Regions from separate parts of the Rattus norvegicus genome. Here region 1 is linked to region 2. A link is a contact called in public HiChIP or PLAC-seq data. All regions are on one chromosome and are shown on one strand. Each heading gives the region's core, a stretch centred on a gene start, on an enhancer-like site or on the middle of the called end of the contact. The rest is flanking DNA. Distances are from core to core; before and after follow the strand shown. Region 1 overlaps Aak1 (AP2 associated kinase 1). Region 2 holds the start of Aak1 (AP2 associated kinase 1).

Region 1 (5,256 bases), core at 1,065-3,564, 65 kb before region 2:
ACTTTCCTAATACTTTCCTGAGAAAGGCTTCAATTAGCACAGATTCAAGGAGTTGCTAAAGAAATTAATGATACAACTAGGACCTCTACTCCTCACATACATAAAGACATCAATGTCTAGCTCTCTGCTGGTAATGAGAACGTGTAATACAGGCCTCAGTATGACACAAGCTAGGTCAGAACTGAGGGCCCTGCTTCTGTGTTTGTAAGGTCAGTGAAGTGCACAGGACATAGATTATAGTCTCCCCGCGTGGCTGGGAAAATTATATATATTTATTATATATATAATTATTTATTATATATATATAATCTTGGAGCAAAACCTTTCCGTGCTCATATCAGCAAAAGATCACAACATCAAAAGAAGCTTCACAAAGCCAGCAGAGATAACATCTCCCCGCCCTCATCACGAGGGTCAGCCCCATGCGCAGCGCTGCAGTGGAGCAGGCAGTGCCTCTGCTGCGCCTTCATCAGATGCTCCATTGTGGAGGGCGGCAGAGCTGAGGATGTTCTTCGGCAGTGACTGCACTCAGGAAGGAAAGGTGAGTCTGGGAGGGAAGTAGACAGAGCGCCCTCCATGCTGGCTACCTGAGCAGTGCTGGGTGCGACTGGGCAGGCATGAGAAGGGTGAGACGAGAAGCTGGACAGACACCCATCCTGACTTTCAGACATGGTTTTTTGAGTTGCTGCCAAAGAGGTTTTGCTGTTACTTTTAATCAGGGCCAAAATTCTAGGCAATAAATATCTGACATATGGTACCAACTTATTTTTTTGCATGTAAAAGGAAACCTTCTTTTCTAACCCAAGTCCTATCTATACCCTTGAGAATGACATTTACCTGCTTAAGATCAACAAGACAAAGGTCAAGGGAAAAGGAATTCCAAAAGGAGAAATGAACCATTGGGGCCCATTCTTAATGCAAAATAACAGCAAACTCAGACAGCGTTCTCCATGGGATGCAGCTTCTCCTTGAATTACCCAAGAAAGAGAAAATAATCATGAGAGAAAGTCGTTGAGTCAGACAGAAACCCGGCTGAGGTGGAAGTGCATCAGATGAGGGCTTATGAAAGGGGGGCTCTGGACCATGACTTTCTCTGGCCTCCATTTCCTCATCTGCAGACATGGAGATCAAGTTCACAGGTTTTATGCTGAGGTCCTCAAAGCCCTGGATTACAGATGGTTCTACAGGGGACATGGGAAGGCAAGGCTGACTTGATGCACACAGCCTCCTTCTTAGAGTCAAACAAAGCAGCTCCTCTTTCCCTGTGTCTACAAATGACGCTAGGCAAAAATAAATAAAATAATAAAATAAAATAGGGGTATGGGGACAAATGGGCTTAAAGGAGGGAGAGAAAGTCTCCTAAACCCTAATCAAGTGAGGCTCCCGACTGAGACTGAGCTGCACACTGCCGTGTGTCCGTCTTGTCTTCCGAATGTGTAGGAAGGAAGAGACCTGCATTAAAAACCGCCCCTGACTGCCCTTAGCAGCAGAGTCCTCTGGGCAAGCACACTTCATGTTCTGTCCACAGTGTTTCTGAGCCCACACAGGGATGACCAAGAAGCTAACAAACGCCATCCACACTTGACTCATACTGAAGACAACTTTGGCAGAAGTTTCAGAAGGAGTGACAATTTTTAAAGCTTCAGCAGATGGCAAGAACACAGCAGAGCCTGCACAGGAGAAAAGGTCGGTGTGACTCGTGTATCTGCACTGACTGCAGTGGAGACTTGGGCTTGTTTTTCTAAAGTCATTCTCTTGCCTCAGACTGAAATCACCATGTGCTGGGTCCTTCTGGGGAACATACCAAAGCAGCCTCCCGCCCCCAGTAGAAAGAACACCCAGATGGGGATACTTGAGGTATTCAATTCCCTCTTCCCAGCAGGGCTGTGCGCACAGGACCAGAGATGCCAATACTGTCATTCAGAACCCAACCAAGCCACAGCCCAGGTGAACCATGGCATCACTGGCAACTAAATGCCTCTTCCTCTCTAGGCCTGCAGTGACCAGGGAACATCTGTAGTTCAGGAAGCTCCCTTAGGGGTTTAAAAAAAATTCCTCCTCAAACCCCACCTTCACAAAAGGTTCCTGCCTGTTTGGAACAATAAAAATAAATAAATAAATAAATAAATAAATAAATAAATAAATAGCAAATAAAGAGTGGAAGAAATCAAGGAATTCTGGGTGAGGATCCAAAGCACACTGGCCTGGCTTGCCAGAAGCTAAGTATGATGGAGAGAGGGCCTTCCTTGTGCCTCCTGGCTACACTTTCACCGCACTGCTGTCATAAGGCAGCTATCTAGAAGATGTAAACACTGGTTGAGTCACATCCTCTGTTCACTGAAATCCACAGCTGCTTCTCCTGGTCAGAAGAACCACACTCTACTCTCCCACTGAAGCTAGGTGATCTGGGGCAGAAACTGAACGCCATGCATCCATTTGAAACTCCTCGCTAGCATCTCAGTCCTCCTAGAACAAACACTGCCTGCTACAGAGGCTGGAAGGCTCAGAGATGTCCTAGCTTCTGCCAGGCACTACAGCCCGCCAGTGCTTAACCCACATAGCCCTCTTCCCGGTCAGATCCTCCCTGCTTCCACAGTACTGTGTATACTTCAGCCTGCCTAAGGTCCTTCTGCACTTGCTTCTCCCTTGGCATGGTTAGTTCCTACTTCTCCTTCAAGTTTCTGGGAATTCTTTCCTTGACTAAGACTTCTCTGGGGGTTGGGGATTTGGCTCAGTGGTAGAGCGCTTACCTAGGAAGCGCAAGGTCCTGGGTTCGGTCCCCAGCCCCGGAAAAAAAAAAAAAACCAACAAAAACAAAAACAAAACACCAACAATAAGACTTCTCTGACTGTCCCTGGTCCCAGTCCCCTGCTGGGTCCAGCATCTTTTCCTTTAGGAGATTAGATGGGTGACTCCTGGTTTGATCCCTTCTTCCTCTGTTCACTATAAACTGCCAAGAACAGACATGATGACCGATTCACTGTGGCACCCTGTCACCAGTCCTGTGCCTGCCATACAGCAAGTGCTCATGTACTCTGTCATAAAACCTATCTGCCTCGGACTGTAAAAGTTCCCGCATCAAAACAGCAGCAACAAGATCTCTACCCACTTTTCCCAGTTTTCCAGTCTCTCAGAATACAGAAAGGGATAGAAGGGCCAAACTTAAGAATGCTTTTTTTTTTTCTTTTTTTGTGGAAGGATGATAAAGTTTCCCATAAAGGGAAACAACTTCTCTGCCTACCCTGGCGCCTAAGGACAACATAGGACAAAGGTGTCAGCACCCTTCTTGCCCAGGCAGTAAGCTGACAGTATAGCTCACAGAAACAGACACACTCATCCTTCCTACAAACAAAACAAACAAAAAAAGAAACAAAAACAAAAACCTTGTACTGGAAATGAAAAACCACTTCAGATAAGAAAAATAAATATTCAGCCCCATGATCAATCCCAAGGTATCCTCAGCTAAAAGAGAAAGGAGTCATTCCATTGGCAATTGCCTAGAAAGCAGCTAGGAGCCATGTCCACCCTTAAAGGCAGATCTCTGGGCTCTGGCTCCACCATGATTCTATGAACATTTTCCTAAGGGCTTTGCAAAAATAAATTCTGTCTGGCATTGTCTCTGTTACAACTGCTCATACTAGAACATATCAGCTTAACTCCCTGCTTAAAGTTCTCTAAGATTTCCACATTTACTGCTGCTCCAGAAAGATCACCTTCCAGTGGATCTGGATCCAGTGGCCAGGTGATGGGATATGCAATGGCATCAAAGGTATGTGATACAGAGCCCTTTACCCAGTACTGCAGCCAACACCAGGTCTCTTTCTGACCCTAAGTCACAGTCAAGCCACATCAAGTGGGTTCACTAAGTTTGACCATTGTATACCCTAACCTTAGAATTGCTTCAGCTCCATCCCTCACACTCCTCTCTTGGCTCCTGTTATATCTGTTCCTCCGGAAGAAATTGAGTCTTAAGTTTCTTTTCAAAGATGCATAGTTATCTAGTGCCCTCTCTTAAGAGCATTAATGAAGCCCCTAAGCTACAGTCTAAATTCCTAAACGCAATAGCAGAATCTTTATATTTTTCTCATTTAAAAAAAAAAATACTCCCATCCCTCGACACCTATGGCAGACAGGTGAGCTGGCCTGGAGGCTGTGAGAGTGGGAAACTGGCCCAGCCCCTTGTCTGCCTTGAGGTGACATGGGAAAGATCCATCCCCATCTCAGCCACCCTCACCAAATACCTGCAGCAGGCTGGAGAACAGGCCCTGAGACACAAAGCGAGAGAGCTGGCCCACCCCTCATCAGGACAGAGGAGGAGTGTTGGCCCCAGTGTCCAGGGCACAGGAGCACTGGTGTGCTGACCAACTCAGATTCCACCCAGACCCAGATTCAGTGCTCTAGTTGGCCCACCCCAACATTCACCCCATCCTTTGAATGGCTGGAGCCCAGGAAGGGGCTGGGCCAGTCCTGTAGATTCAAAGCTGCAGGACCTCCACGACACAGGGCAGTTACAGGATATCTAGGAGTCCTGGTGAGGATCCAGCACTGATAGTGTAGCAGAAGCCAGAGGCCTCGACCCACACCAATGAGACACTGCAACGAACATTTGCAAGTTAAGCTGTTTGAGCAAGAGGACATGCTGTGACACACCAAGACACTATAGCTTCCACAGTGAGATAGTTTTGTTTTATTTCAGTTTGTTTTTTTTTTCTTTTTTGAGGGGAGGGGGTTGCAAGGGCAGAAGGCAGATACGAAGGGATGGGGAGATGAGTGGGATTGGGGTGCATGATGTGAAATTCACGAAGAATCAATAAAAAGTTTTAAAAAACTTACTTCTGTTTACCAGTGCCATGGCATCTGGACAGAGGACAACTTGAGTGAAGTGCTCCTTTCTACTACCTTGGAGGTCCTATGATTGAGCTCAAGTCATCAAACTTGGCAGCAAGCATCTTTACCCTCGGAACCATTGTCATATAAAAATTTTTTCAAGGGCCAGAAAGATGACTCAGCTGTTAAAAGTGCATACTATTCTTGCAGAGGATCAAAGTCTGGTTCCCAGGACCCCTATCAGGAAGCTCCGGACTACCTGTAACTCTAGCTCTGGGTATCCAGTGCCTTTGACCTCCTTGGGAACTTATACACACAGGGCGCGCACACACACACACACACACACACACACACACACACAATGGATGGATGATGGATGGATGATGGATGGATGGATGGATGGATGGATGGATGGATGGATGATGGATG
Region 2 (4,744 bases), core at 832-3,331:
AGCATCTCCCACCCTGCACCAGAGTCCTCAAGGAAAGAGTCAGGAAGGACTGTGACTCAGGCCCAGATAAGTCCAGTTGGAGCAATTCTAAGAATAAGAAGGGGGGGAGCAGTAATTTCACAAGGAAATTATCAGATATCTCTTCAAAATTGTGCTTCTGAAGTACAAGCTTCAGTGTACTCTCAGAAACTGGGCCTAGCGGAATCCCATACTTACACAAACTAAGTCAAACACAGCTTCCGCCTCTTCCCACCCACCCGTCCACCACCCTACAACACTCACCATGACAGGCATTTCCGAGGCCCAGGTAGGTAGGGATCCTTGCTTCAACCTCAGCTTCCAGAAGCCTCCTTTTCAAGGGGCCTCGTAGTGCTCATTCTCTAGCTAAGAAACTATCCCCTCCCACCATGTTGCCTTCACTGAGGCCTCCCCCATACCCAACCTCTGGCAGTCTGTAAGGCAACCTACAGCAGGCTGGCCCTATCCAATTAGTTTAAATCGCTTCATGCCAAGGAAATTGCTGCTTTTATTAAAAATAAAAGCACACTGAGCAGGCAATGAGCTGTGAAAAGTATCAGTCTGGCATAATTATGAAGGTCGAGGTTAAGGTTACCAAAGGAACACTCAAAAGATTTCTCTAAAGCCTGGGGCATAAAAATATGTATCTGCATGAGTACAGACAGACAAATGAACACACACCAGGAGAAACCACACAACATCCTCTCCAACTGAGAGAAAACTAAACCAGAGCCAATCTTAAGTAATTCTTAATAGAAGCTAAAAAGGAGGAAAGAGGCCTAGGAGTTCAAAACAATCTCATTGGCTTCTTATGATTTTACCTTAGCTACATCCTGGGGACCTCACTGCAGTTGGGTAAAGAAACAAACCTAATCAAAACAGCAAAAAATGCATTCCCGTTCCCAGAAAAATCCTCTTTGGATACTTAGAGAAATGGGAAAGTTGGGTGGGAGAAGCCCCTCTCTCCTTTAAGATCACTCCCCATCCCCACCCTTCAGCCTCCGCATCAGAATTTAAAGTTTCAAGGAAATGGCCAGACCACCATCCTGCATTTCATGCCATTTACTCTTCACACATACGTTTTTCCATAGGATTAGAATAATTCAAAGGTGGAGATTTCTCCAGGCGCCTCCTCCCCCCCAAATAAAAAGCCACTGAGGTAAACTATTTGGGCAATACTGCCCCCCAAGCACTGTCAATTCCTAGTCTGAGTTTTAATTCTCTCAAGGACAATGACTCGCAAGGAAAGTGCAAGGAGGGAAGGGAGGGTCAGTTGGTCAAAACCCATTCATACAACTAGAAACCAGAGTCTTGCCACATCAGCACACGAATTTAATTCACCGCGCACTAGCTTCCCAACATACCTTCTGCCAAGACCTCGTCCACGGTGACTTGCTGCCTCCCGATGCCGAAGACCCTCCCGATGTAGCCACTGCCCAGGCCTGAGCTGCTGCCCCCTCCTCCGCTGGAGCCCGAACCCAGGCCAGAGCTCCCCTGCTCCCGCCTGGAGTCGAAAAACTTCTTCATCTTTCCAATATGAAACGCCAAGGCAGAATGCCGATGGTTTCTAGGTTCGTATTTGTAGTAAAGAAACGAGATCTAAGGATTTCTTCTCCGGTTTCAGCCCTGAGCAGAGAGCTACGGGAATCCGGCCGTGGGGTGGGGGCTGAGGGACGGCGCCTGCAGGAATATACTGTCAATCGTGCGGCGGGTCCCCTCCTCCTCGGGGAGCGATCGTTTAAGTTTAAACCTGCGATGACAGAGGCAGAGAGAGGATGAATCAGTAACACACTCCAGAGCCCAACTGCCGGGTCCTAGGGGAAGCAAAGGCCGTCATCTAGAGGAAACGCTGCGTGCATTTTCTTCAGGAAAGCCCTGGAAACGCACCGGCCCCCTGCCCGGACCCCCACCCCGGGCCCCGGACACCCACTAGCGGCCGCTCGGCGGCGAGCCCAGCTACCAGCCCCGCGACATGGCCACGGCCGCCGGCCTGCGACGCGAAGGAGGCGGCGCTGCCGCAGAGCCGGGGCCGCTTCGGCGCCCGCCCGCCAGCTGATCCCCGAGCGCCGCGCTGAGGCCGCCCCTCCCCGCGCGCGCGCCCGTCGGCTCCGACCACCCACCCGGAAGTGACCCGCCACCGGAAGTGCTTCTTAGGGCTGCGCAGCCCCTGCTCAGGGCCGTCTCGAGTGCACCAGCCGTAACTACAGAGTAAAAGAAATCGATGGCAAGAAGGGGACCAGAGAAGGGGGAACTCGGGACAGAGACACTTGAAGAGAACGTTGCCGTAGTCCGGCCGCTGAGCACCCTGGGAAGGGTAGTTCGGTGTAATCTGGCATCTGGACTACAATTCCCAAGATGCCCCGGGAGCGAGCGCACTTTCGGACGCCGTCTCCGGGACCTGGAGGTGATAATGAGGTGGTGCAGAAGTGAAGCTTCGGGTATTTAAACACATCCGGTAAGTCACCAGAGACTACTTTTCCAGCTGCTCGTCCCACTCACTGGAGCCATTTTATCTATGGCCTGGCCTCATGGACCGAGGCACTCTGGGAATTGTGGTTTCACATGAGTCCGGACTGACACCTGAAGGACGCGGCTTAACTGCCTCGCCCCAGTTGGGATTGGGAGTTCCCCGACGTCACGGGAGCTGAGGTACTGAAGGCTTGGGGGCTGGGGAGAAGTGGGTATGATGCCAGCAGGGAGCCAAGCGGAATCTCAGTGCTGAAGGAAACAAAGCAGGTGTCTTCCGGCCACCGACCACGATAAAAACTCCAGAGAAGCCCGAGAATCGAAGAAGGAACTGCGGGACACCCAGTACACGGAGCATCTAAGGACCAGGGTACAGTCCATCCTTGGGCTCCACCCCAATCCATGGCTTTCCACCGACCCAGACTTGCCTGGTCCTCACCAGACAAATTCAGGCGGGAACTTTAGACACACCTACTGCTTTCTCTTCCAGAATCTTAAAACTAGAAGATGCTGGGTTTAAGCATCGCTTGGGTGAGGATAGAGTACAAGGCTGTGTGCTTGGCACCTGTCAAATACTGAAGCTTTGGAAAGGAATTGAGATCTCTGCTCCTAGATTGCCTCACAGAGGATATTGATGCGGTGCCAAATCCTTGCCTTCCCTGCGCCCTCCCCCCAAGAAATACATGTTTTTTCTCTTCTTTGACATAGGTTATTTTTCTCCTCCGCCAGCTTTCCACACTTCTTGATTATGCAAACGCCCTCTTACAGTTCATCCCAGAATTTCTACTTCAAGCACTTGAGGAAGATCTAGAAGGGTGGCCCCCAGCAAGTAAAAAGATGGCTCTTGACTAATCTGAATGTTGAGCTGGGCTGAGCTGGCGGTGGCTGCTGCGGTTTCTTGTTTCATGTGGTGCCATAGTCATCTAACTCCCCAGAGAGAGATAGCATCTTTCCTTCCAGAGAAGCCAGCCTTGCCACCTCGGTTCACACAATCCTGCAGCCACCTTGAGGGTGAGACTCAGCACCTGCTGAGCATCCCTTTAACTCAACCCACGGGATGTGCTCTCCTCACCTTCCTTAAAAGGCTTGATTTCTGTCTAAAGAAGCTTGATGTGTATCTTAAAATAGATGGGAAGTCTTATTGGGCTGATAGACCCTCATCTTTCTCAGCACCTGTTCATTTTGAGGGACTTTTAAAGAATGTATTAGTTTCTCTATCCATCCAGCCCTGTTGCCTTATCAGGTTTTACTTTTCTCCACTTTTCTGGTACAGACCAGGTTTGCCCAAATCTCAAACCACACTTCAGACAAAGTTTTCCAGCGGGAGCAGCTTGCTCCCATTGAATAATATGTATTTACTAGGTAATCAACCTGAATGAAAAGCCACTGTTTAACAGAAGGGGACTGTAGCAATCATTCCTATGTATTGATGAGTGAGTGAGTGAGTGAGTGAGTGAGTGAGTGAGTCAGAGAGACAGAGAGACAGAGAGGCTTTGTCATACTTTGTAAATTGGCTGGCCTGGAACTCAACTTCATAGACCAAGCTGGCCTCAAACTCACAGAGAACTGCCTGCCTCTGCCTCCCAAGTGCTGGAACACATTTTTTTTTAAAGTATAGCTTGATTACAGTCTGAGCGAAAATAATTAAGTGACTAATAGGAGACTAAATCTATTTTCCATCCTTTCAGAGACTAATGTTTATTATAATAGCAATTATAGCTCAGGTTTTCTAGTTTTATATAGATTATATTATTTAATCCTCACATCAACCTATGAAGTACAGTACTATTTTTAAGATCATTTTAAAGGTGAAGAACTGAAGCACAAGGTGGATAATAAGCCCAGAATCGCACTGGCACCAGCTAGCAACACCAGGATTCAAGCTCAAACAGTTTGGCTTCTGAGCTCAAACTTAAAACTGTTTACTTAGGAGGAAGAAACTGACAAAAAGCCTTGAGCATGAGTAGGAATCTATGTGGCTCTCCTCAGCTTTAACCATAGAACACTTAGATCTTGATACCCATTAACCACAAAACCAGAGCTCACTAGTTCTCGAGGACAAAATAACCTCAAATGAGCCATTCTAAATCTGCAAACTTAACACGCTTTCTACAATGCGTCGCACCACACCTTGGGCCCCTGACTAGCATTTCATCACTGCATCACTCAGAGTCAAGGAACTGTCTTCTGCTTACCTCCTTAGACATCCAACACAATCTTTTATGTAGAGTGGGTTCTTAATCCCAACGTATCTGAATTA

The links. HiChIP or PLAC-seq counts read pairs in DNA pulled down with a chosen protein or histone mark.
Region 1: a contact with region 2 is called in an H3K27ac HiChIP or PLAC-seq map of oligodendrocytes, with 3 times the contacts expected there. The contact joins the enhancer-like site here to the promoter of Aak1 in region 2. A contact is called at or near these places in 8 of 12 Hi-C or Micro-C datasets (the A7r5 cell line, the Rat2 cell line, Schwann cells and 4 more) and 1 of 1 datasets of contacts at active chromatin or transcription factors (oligodendrocytes).

Annotation. Positions count from the first base shown.
Region 1 is chr4:120,921,034-120,926,289 of GRCr8, reverse strand. All of the region lies in intron 1 of Aak1 (AP2 associated kinase 1), which reads right to left. Among named protein-coding and RNA genes, the nearest start is that of Aak1, 65 kb to the right of the region's middle. Within about 2 kb of position 2,314, at least 16 of the 93 cell types and tissues checked have an H3K27ac peak or open chromatin away from gene starts, as enhancers often do. A contact at or near this core is called in the A7r5 cell line, where this site is marked.
Region 2 is chr4:120,855,904-120,860,647 of GRCr8, reverse strand. Aak1 (AP2 associated kinase 1) reads right to left here and starts at 2,081. Exons shown (of 21, transcript NM_001173450.1): 1 at 1,383-2,081. The coding sequence starts at 1,545. It overlaps LOC134486605 (a long non-coding RNA gene), which reads left to right and starts at 2,343. Exons shown (of 2, transcript XR_010065856.1): 1 at 2,343-2,473.